Linked DNA regions of Gossypium hirsutum: region 1 is linked to region 2. A link is a contact called in public Hi-C data. All regions are on one chromosome and are shown on one strand. The core of a region is the stretch at or near the end of the contact, and the rest is flanking DNA. Distances in the headings are between cores, read along the strand shown.

Region 1 (4,433 bases), core at 38-2,537, 120 kb before region 2:
TTAATACTAATTGATAGGGCCTAATTGGTAAATATTACAAGATCTTGTGCATTGGAATCCACGGTTATGGACCCATATCCATTAGTACGAAACATTTTCTTTTCCAAGTGAAATCCCCTAATATATGAAAGAGTGAAAAAAGTGATATTCGTTGTTGTGGAATAGGAAGTCTTCGTATATTAATACATGTATTTAATTTATTTGGGACCATTAGAGTGGGATCCACTTTTTGGGGAATATAAGTCGTAGCAATAACAAGAATATTTCTAGTAGAACATCTTTCACAGTCTTTGAAGAGATAGTTCACTAATAGACCGATGGATAAGTAATTTGCCTCTTTCACATCTAGATTATGAATGTTTAGAATCCATATTATGTAAGGAGACATTGCTTTTGGTAGTTCGAATTGGAAAGTAATATAAAATTGGTCTATTTTCGATATCATATCCATAATTAATACATTCATCATAGTTAGAAGTTTTAGACACATTCTGTAATGTCTTTCACTCTGAAATCATTTTTCTATCAAATTATACATTTATTTTGACAAGAAAAAAAATTGAATAAATATACTAGACATGAAAACAGAAAAGGAAAATTATGAGATGTGATGGTTGCTCACTTTATTCATTAACTATGATATTAGGAGTTCAATTTTTACCTAAGAAAATGAAACACGTTTCATGACTTTTATCTTTTTAAAAAATACTCGCAGCTAGAGGATTAGTTACCATGAACACCTTAGTTTCAACATAAAATAAAGAAAAGAATACCAACCATGAGTGAGTCGTCAGCAAAGCTTGTGTAATCTGGAACATTTGCCGGACTTGGCGATCGATAAATCTTAGCCCACAGGATTTGGCCAGGGGTAAATGAGCCCATAAAGCAAAGCTTGAAAAACACGGCCTACTTTACTCTCCATTTCAGTAACAGCCGTCGAAACTGTTTTTGGATAGTTTAGCACTATAATAAAACTGAAAATTAAAATATCAAAGAATTATTTTAAATGATTAAATATTTTTTAAAACATCAAAATTTAATTTAAGAAAAATATAAAATTAAGATAATCGAAATCATAAATTGTTCGCACAGCACTGACCAATTTCAGTCTCACCAACCCATAACCGTCCGTCTCTCACCGCGGGACCCACACCACCTAGATGAACACGCACAAACAAGTGCTCCGTGCATTCTACGCGGTCACCCTGTGCGTCGAGGGCCAAATTGCCGACGTTTTCAAGCAAATTGTAAAATAAAAGGAAGTTAAAAGAAGGGAAAAGAAAAGATTAAAAAAATAATGATTGCCGTGTCGAAAAGGTCGTAAAGAGGCAAAATTTTATAGATCTAGAAAAATACAAAAGAAAAATAAATAGAAAATTTAATAATAGTAAGATCAAAACCAACATATAAGAAAAAAGAAAAAAAGAAAAAGAAAAAGGACATGATAGAGGGAGAAAGAGAGACGACTCTCTAATCACAATCTTCGACGGAGTAAATGAGCGAATTTTAGAGAGAGAAAGTTAATAATCTTCTCCTTTGCTGCTTAAAAGTTCACAGCTTTCCCTTCTTGAGGTAAACATACTCTTTTATTTATTTATTTTATGGATTAGTGTGAGATTTTAGTAAAGTTTATAGCCTTCAATCTGTTTATGGTTTTCAGTTCCGATTCGAATTTATATTTCGATTTGGTTATAGGCGTGGTGATGGTTCTATTTGTACAGAAGTATAGTTTTTTTTAGTGTCTGATCAGTGCTGGAGAGAATATTTAGAGTTCTTTTTTTTTTTTAAAGATTAGACTGCCGACTCTCACTGCATGTTATTATTACTACTTAATTTCGATGTTGTCATTTCAACCATATAAATTATTTGTTTTATCATGGATTTAAGTAAATCGGTATTCAAGTTGGATTTGCCTTGTATGGGATCACACTTTGTGGGATTGATTTAAGTAGTTTCGTGGAATGTTTGTTTGATCTGCACCATTTCCTTCGCATATTTTTCTTGGAATCCGCGTTATTTATAATTCATGTTTAGGGTTCTAGATTTGCTTCAGATGCATTATAACTACTGCTTTGTATCTTCGATTCTTTTGTTTAACTTTGCCCCCCCCCAAAAAAAAAAAGTCTCAGATGTATGATTCAGTTGAAATGTTTTTTACAGCTTCAATTCTGTTCTCTGTTGCGTTAAAAGTTTTATTGAAAGTTGTTAGAAGGTGAGAATCCTAACAGAAAATTAACTTCAAAAATTCTATTATGAGGTTCTCAATTAAATTTAGGGTATTTGTGCTAAATATATGGTATGATCCAAGTGCAAGAATTACTTCTCCCGAAAAATTAGACTGGGTTCATTTATCTTGAAAAATATTGTGCTCTTTATAAGTTGTGGTTTGTATTTAATTCCATTTATGTGCATCAATATAATAATGCAATGCTTGATTGACCTTGTTTGTGAGGTTATTGTCTTTTAAACAAATTGGTTATTTATTAGTGTGGACGGTGTTGTTTCTTAAAATAGTTTATTGTAGTGGAATGGCAGTGCTAGTTTTTTCATTATAAAACTGTGCAAGTGGCTACAGATTGAATTGAGTTGTGTGTTTTTCTCTCAATAACTAATAGTGAATTCTCGTACAACCTTTCAGGCTCAAGTTAAGGTCTTTGCAATGCAAACTTTGCTGTTGGCTATGGCAGAATGCATGTGCTGATATTGCAGTAGCTGTGATAATCATGGCATATTGCCTTGGTTTTTTTTCCTGGAAAATTTTATCTAAATGGAGAGAAATCTAGGAAAAGGCTTAATGGATCAACAGAAGAACCATGAACAAATTCGATACAATAATATGGAAGCTGGAAATGAGACTCTTGAGTCTGCAAACCAAAGATTTTTCCATGATCCATCTAGTAATATTAATACTAACATCCGGCCTCCTGATTATAGTATGACGGCTGGAGCTAGACCAGTTTTGAATTACTCCATTCAGACAGGTGAGGAGTTTGCTCTGGAATTTATGCGGGAAAGGGTAAATCCCCGGCAGAATTTTGTTCAGAATGCTTATGGTGATCCTAACAGTGGACCTCTTTATATGGATCTAAAAGGCATTCTGGGAATTTCTCATACAGGTTCTGAAAGTGGCTATGATATCTCTATGCTGAATACGGTAGAAAAACCCTGTCCCCAGGTGTTTGAGAGAAAGGCCCCTTCTGTGCATGAAGAAAAAAGCTATTATGATTCCATGCGGTCAGTTTCTCAGTCCTCTTCAAGGAATGACATTAGTCAGGGGCATCAAGGTTTTGTATCCAGAAATGCATCGCTTAGCTCCTCTACTAAGGTGAAGTTCCTCTGCAGCTTTGGTGGTAAAATTTTACCACGTCCCCGTGATAGGAAACTTAGATATGTTGGGGGGGAAACACGCATGATTAGATTAAGCAGGGATATTTCCTTTCAAGAGCTTGTTCAAAAAATGTTAGCAATTTATGACCAAGCCCATACAATAAAGTATCAGTTGCCTGGTGAGGATCTTGATGCATTGGTCTCTGTATCATGTGATGAGGATCTGCAGAACATGATGGAGGAATGTAATGTGCTAGAAGAAGGAGGACCCCAGAAACCCAGGATATTCCTTTTCTCTAGTAGTGATTTGGAGGATGCTCAGTATGGCTTGGGCAGTGTAGAGACTGATTCTGAGATGCAGTATGTTGTTGCTGTCAATGGCATGGACCTAGGATCTAGAAAAAACTCAATTGCAGCAAGTGCTTCCGAGAATAATTTGGATGAGTTACTTGGTTTGAACATTGTAAGGGAGGCTGGTCGAACTGTAAGTGAAGCAGCTGCTACTGGTTCTGCTTCTTTGACAGCTCATGCACCTTCATCAACAGTCCAATCTTCTCATGCACCTTCATCGACCCTACAATCTTCTCAACCTGTTTTGGTGAGTTCATCTAACACTTATGAATCTAGTTCACAGCCATGTTCAGAGGCAAAAATGCGTCATGGAGAAGTTAGCCAGTCTTCCACTCCCCAGATGGATGGAAAGAGTAATGTTCCTTTGTCTCCTCCATTGCAGTATAGTTATGGTTCTCAACCTTCTAACTATGTGATGGCTGGAGAAAGTTTAGTTTCGATGCCGGTCCAGGGGCATGTGACCCCCCAGGTGGGTTTGGCTGATATGGGCTTTCAAGTACAAGATCCAGAAGTATCTATAAAAGAGGTGAAACTAAAAAGAGATAGCTCAGCCCCGAAAATTGCTGAACCTGAAAAGGTACGTTCCCTAGACAAAGCTCCTCCAACAAAGGAGCCTAAAATGAAAAGAGATGCATCTCTCCCTAAGATCAGTGAAACTGAAAAGGTTCGGATATCAGAGAAAGAGTACAGTGTCCCTTCAAATGCACATGACAGTTCTGTTGCAAACCATATTTTCAGTGAGGAAGCATCTGTTG
Region 2 (4,879 bases), core at 1,042-3,541:
TTATTATTTTAATAAATAAATTTCATGTTAGAAAAAAGAAAAAAATGGGTGTTCATTTATTTATAATTTTATTTGTAATTTTTATCAAAAATGAACTTTAAATTTTTTTATTTTTTAAAGGTTTTTTCATTTTCATTTTTAAAATTTTAAGATTAATCAAGACTGAATTGACATATTGTGTTAAGTTGAGGGTTAAATTTGTTGAATTTTTTGAATTAGGACCAAATTGATAGAAGGCTAACTTTGTTATTATGCCAATGAAGAAATGGCCATGTCAACATTCTGTTACTGATTTAATGAATGAGTGACTGAAATATTAAATTACGATAACATTAGTGATTAAAATAGTAATTTTTAAACTTAAGTGACTAAAATATAAACACGCTAATAATTAGTTGACTATTTATATAGTTTACCCTGGTTATATATATATATACACACACACATGTGTGTATTAACAATTCTAGTAATAGTTATATACTATGGGAGGGATCCACTTACACTATACTCTTTCGTATCTCTTTGTACGATTAATATTTTAATTATTCAACTGTCACATATAAATCATGCATGTCAAATTTGATGTAAATTAAAAATTTTATAACTATTTCTTTTATGTAAAAAAATTAAATTGTTTAACAAATATATATATATATATAGTATTATCATATTATGTAATAGTGTATCATCTATTACAGTTAGCGGACTAAAACCGATTTAACTGACCCAATCAAGTCAATTCAGTCAAATCGATTGGTAAATTAGGTTTTGATTTTGGACCAATTAATAGTTATATATATGTATGTATTAATGGTTTTAAAATATATTATTACTCTATATAATACTATATCACATACTATAATAGTTATATATAATATATTAATTATCATTATATATTATTGTTTATTATAATGGTTGAAAACACTCTAATACTCTTTTGTATATTTGAAAGTTAGCTCTCCTACTATATTATATAATATTATATCATATCATATATAATATATTAATAGTTTATATATATGCATTGATAGTTAAACATTATAACATTATATAATACTATATCACATACTAAAATAGTAGCATAATATAGTAGTTATTAATTATCATTATTTATTATTATACTAATTAAAATATGTTTTAAATTCATTTACTCTAAATTTATATGCTTTTTGTTTATTTGAAAGTTGGCCCTACTATGATACAGCACCCAGTATACTACGTGTGTGATGATGGATGCTAGGGAACTTACTCTTTTCAACCCTTGCTTAAACCAAAATGGCAAGGGTTCCCACCCACAAAATGGCGAGGGGTGAGAACAAAAAATTTTGGTTCCTTAATAGCTTTCAATTATGTTTGACAAGTTCTTTTAGTTGGCAAGGGTGCCAATTAATAATTGGCGATTATGCATTAATTATTGATGCAAAGTTTGGTTGGTAATCGTATTGATCGATTCATTTTGTTTAGAATAAGTGGAGAGTCAAAAATATATGTTGGTTGAGTTTAGTAAAGAAGTTGGGACCTGGAACTTATTTAGTTGATGGGTTTTTCTAGGAAAATGGAAATAAAAAAGATGGAGAGTAAAGATGAAGCCAGAACAATCTTTTAAGAGGACCGAATAAAATTTTAATTTTTTGTAGTCTATATTTTTATAAATTTTAAAAGATTTAATTGAAATTTTATAATTTTAAGAAGACAAAAATATAATTTTATCTTTACTAATTTTAAATATTTAAAAAAATTAAATACATAAATAATAATTTTACATTTTAAGAGTCGGTATCCATAACAGCTCCTTAGATTCACCACTAATGGAGAGAGGAGAGGAGAGGAATGATCCCTAAAAATGAAATCTTTAATGATGTACTCGTATAATGACACTTATTATGGTATAAGGTAATTATAGGATAGTATTGATGTTATATATAGCAATACTAATAGAATACCGACAAGCATGAAGCAACCGCTGTGAATTAGTTTCAGTTTCAATTATTGTCATGTATAATATATAGTTTAGTGTTGGGGTTTGAAATGTTTGCACCAAGACATGATTGCAGTTGAAGAAAAACTGAAGTGCTTCGTAGATGCATAGTCAGTGGTTAAAATCATATTCGATTAATAGGAAATATAATAATAGAATATTTTATTTGAAATCGTGGCTCGATCGTCTAAAAGAAAACAAAAGACTGCTGTGGTATCAGTAGATACGTGGCCGACAATCCCTTATATCTCTAACCAATCCCAGTCGCCTTGTCTGTTCAAATATTAATATATCAAGCACCGGCCTTCCACATATGATTGTCACTGTGATATAAATAAAGATTGCGCACATGATTTTGGGGCCCATTGGACAGTGGGCTTTAAAAGCTTCCATCCTCGCCTTGGGTCAACCAAATCTGCAGTTGCTATCTACGCCTACAATTATAGATAAAAGAAAAGAATTATTTAATAATTATATTTATTAAAATTTGATAAAAATAACAAATGAGATTTTGATTGAATAATAAAGTTTAAAGGATCAGAATTATAAACATGGATTCAAATCTAATTATATAGGAATATTTTTATATTTTTGTATATAAAAGATTTAGAGTGACAAAAATACCATCAAAATAATATAAGTTACTTTGTAAAGTAAGAATATTCTATTATTATACAATTAATTAGTGGTCGATTGAGTCACGACACTAATTTAATCAAATGTTTATTATATAATATAAATAAATTTAGAAAATTATTGACACTCTTTTTTTTACAAAGTAAATTTTACTATGAAAGTGTTTTATTATATATATAATTTAGAAAAAAAAAATACATGCAACATAGAATTTAAACCTAAAACACTATGCTATTCAATGTCTCAAATTTATCCTTTCAACTAAAATTTTATTTATTTTTAATATAAATATTTTTCAAAAAAATTTCACATGGCCAATTTGCCAATATCCGATTAATATTTAATACATTTCTACAGATTTTCAGTTAAATCACAATGCGGATAAATGAGAATTTTAATAGGGTAAATAAAAATATATAAAAGTCTTAAAAAATAATTTTATTTAAGACTAAATGAAAAGTTTAAGAATTTAAAAAGTGATCAAAATATGCAATTAATGTTTCTATTTTGTATATTGAGAGAACAAATATTATCCCAAAGAGATTAACTGCATCCTAAGAGGGTAACAACTTTTAACAAAGTCACTGAACAAGCAGTACTTAAATTGCTTTCATAATAATATGTCGTTAAAGTGTAACATCCTAAATCTGACCTAGACAGTACGGTCAGATTGTGGAGGTTACATCATTACCTAATGCTTAAGTTTTGGTGAAAACCTCTTCCAACTTTAAGAAAATCCAATTTCATATATCTTATAGAAAACGTATCGATTTTCGAAAACCCGTGAGTATTTTGAGGTAAAACCCCTATTTAATAGCTTTTACTAAAACAGATCCAACTTACGTAATTCTTTACGAAACAAAACATTCTAGCGAATTTCAACAAAATTTGGCTTCGAAACCCTTTTAGCAACTTGGTCTTATTTATCCCTAGTTTATTTTTTGTCGTCTTGTTTTAAATACTGATTAAAAACCATAATTTTTACAGAACCAAACACCAAAATAAAATTTGAAATCCCAAACAAAATTAAAACGTTCCAAAAGTCTGTAAAAGTCCATAAAAAATATCAGTCCGGAACGTACTAAACCAAAAGCGTGGAAACCGAGGTCCTGTATCGCTGTCCAATGCTAAGTCTGAAGATCACCTGAAATGAAACAAACAAACACGTGAACTTTACGCCCAGTGTGTGATATGTCCCACACAAACAAAACAATATAAATATATACCAGAACGTATCATAGCATATCAGATTCCATTTCAGAACATATCTTATACATATCATATCAAATTTCATGTTAGAACATATCTTATAATATATCATCTCATACCACATCCTACTTCCATCCTCTACACACCATCTCCATTCAACCAACCACACCAATTAAAACTACAAGAGTTCATCCGTCCAATCACATTAGTACATGGCAGTACGCCACTCATAAATACGCAGCTGAGCTACCAAAAAGAAATTTGCAATCTAGCCGCTATAATTGCAGTAGATATTGCCATGTAGCATTTCCTCCATCATATCAATCCCACCCCAAAACATAGACAGAATATTGTACATACATATAACTTAGATCGTATGGCATGCATACACATACCTTTTTATACGGAACATAACATAGCATAAGGTACTCACAAATCATGTAACTTGCATGGTTTACGTAAATACTTATAAAGCATATCATATCATATGATATTAATATACTTACCGAAACCTACTTAATATGCTTCCTACACATACCTATTTGAAACTTACGCTTTTTCGGGACTACATAATGTCTAAGGACACAATTTCTGAGTCCCTTAACCAGCCCCTATTCAAGCCTCAAAATTGGGGCAAAAGGCCCATACGGCTGGCCCACATGACCTAAAAACTTAGCCCATGTGTTCACATGGCCTATTACACAAGCTATTTAATCATATACGGCCTGACACACGTACTTGTGGCATTGGGCAGTTTTAAAACTGCCATTGTTTCACAATTTTCTCGAGTTTCGAGTGAAATTTCGGATTAGTTTCCCACACATGGTACTAATTCTAGTTCACCACTCAATCACTTTGAATCCAACAAACGACACCAAAACACAACGATTACAACTTCGATTTAATCACACTAAATCCAATTAAATCCACTTTTTTCTTAAGGGAAAACAATCCCAAATTCCATATACGCATACTTACCATATGAATAACAGCAGCGAGCAGCCCAAACTGACTAGAAGACTTAATTCGCTGGAGGTTCGTCTAACACCATACGTT

The links. A called contact is a pair of places that touch in the nucleus more often than the background predicts.
Region 1: a contact with region 2 is called in a Hi-C map of leaf, with 2.6 times the contacts expected there. The contact joins the promoter of LOC107935860 here to the enhancer-like site in region 2. A contact is called at or near these places in 9 of 34 Hi-C or Micro-C datasets (callus, leaf and petal).

The regions. Positions count from the first base shown.
Region 1 is chrA12:9,355,134-9,359,566 of Gossypium_hirsutum_v2.1, reverse strand. It overlaps LOC107935860, which reads left to right and starts at 1,287. Exons shown (of 10, transcript XM_041082651.1): 1 at 1,287-1,572; 2 at 2,161-2,212; 3 at 2,639-4,433. The coding sequence starts at 2,768. It also overlaps the pseudogene LOC107922147.
Region 2 is chrA12:9,240,558-9,245,436 of Gossypium_hirsutum_v2.1, reverse strand. LOC107928740 (a long non-coding RNA gene) reads right to left here. Exons shown (of 4, transcript XR_001692703.2): 2 at 4,802-4,879; 3 at 3,697-3,758; 4 at 2,094-2,412. Among protein-coding and RNA genes, the nearest start is that of LOC107928740, 3.1 kb to the right of the region's middle. Within about 2 kb of position 2,291, at least 4 of the 9 cell types and tissues checked have an H3K27ac peak or open chromatin away from gene starts, as enhancers often do. A contact at or near this core is called in leaf, where this site is marked.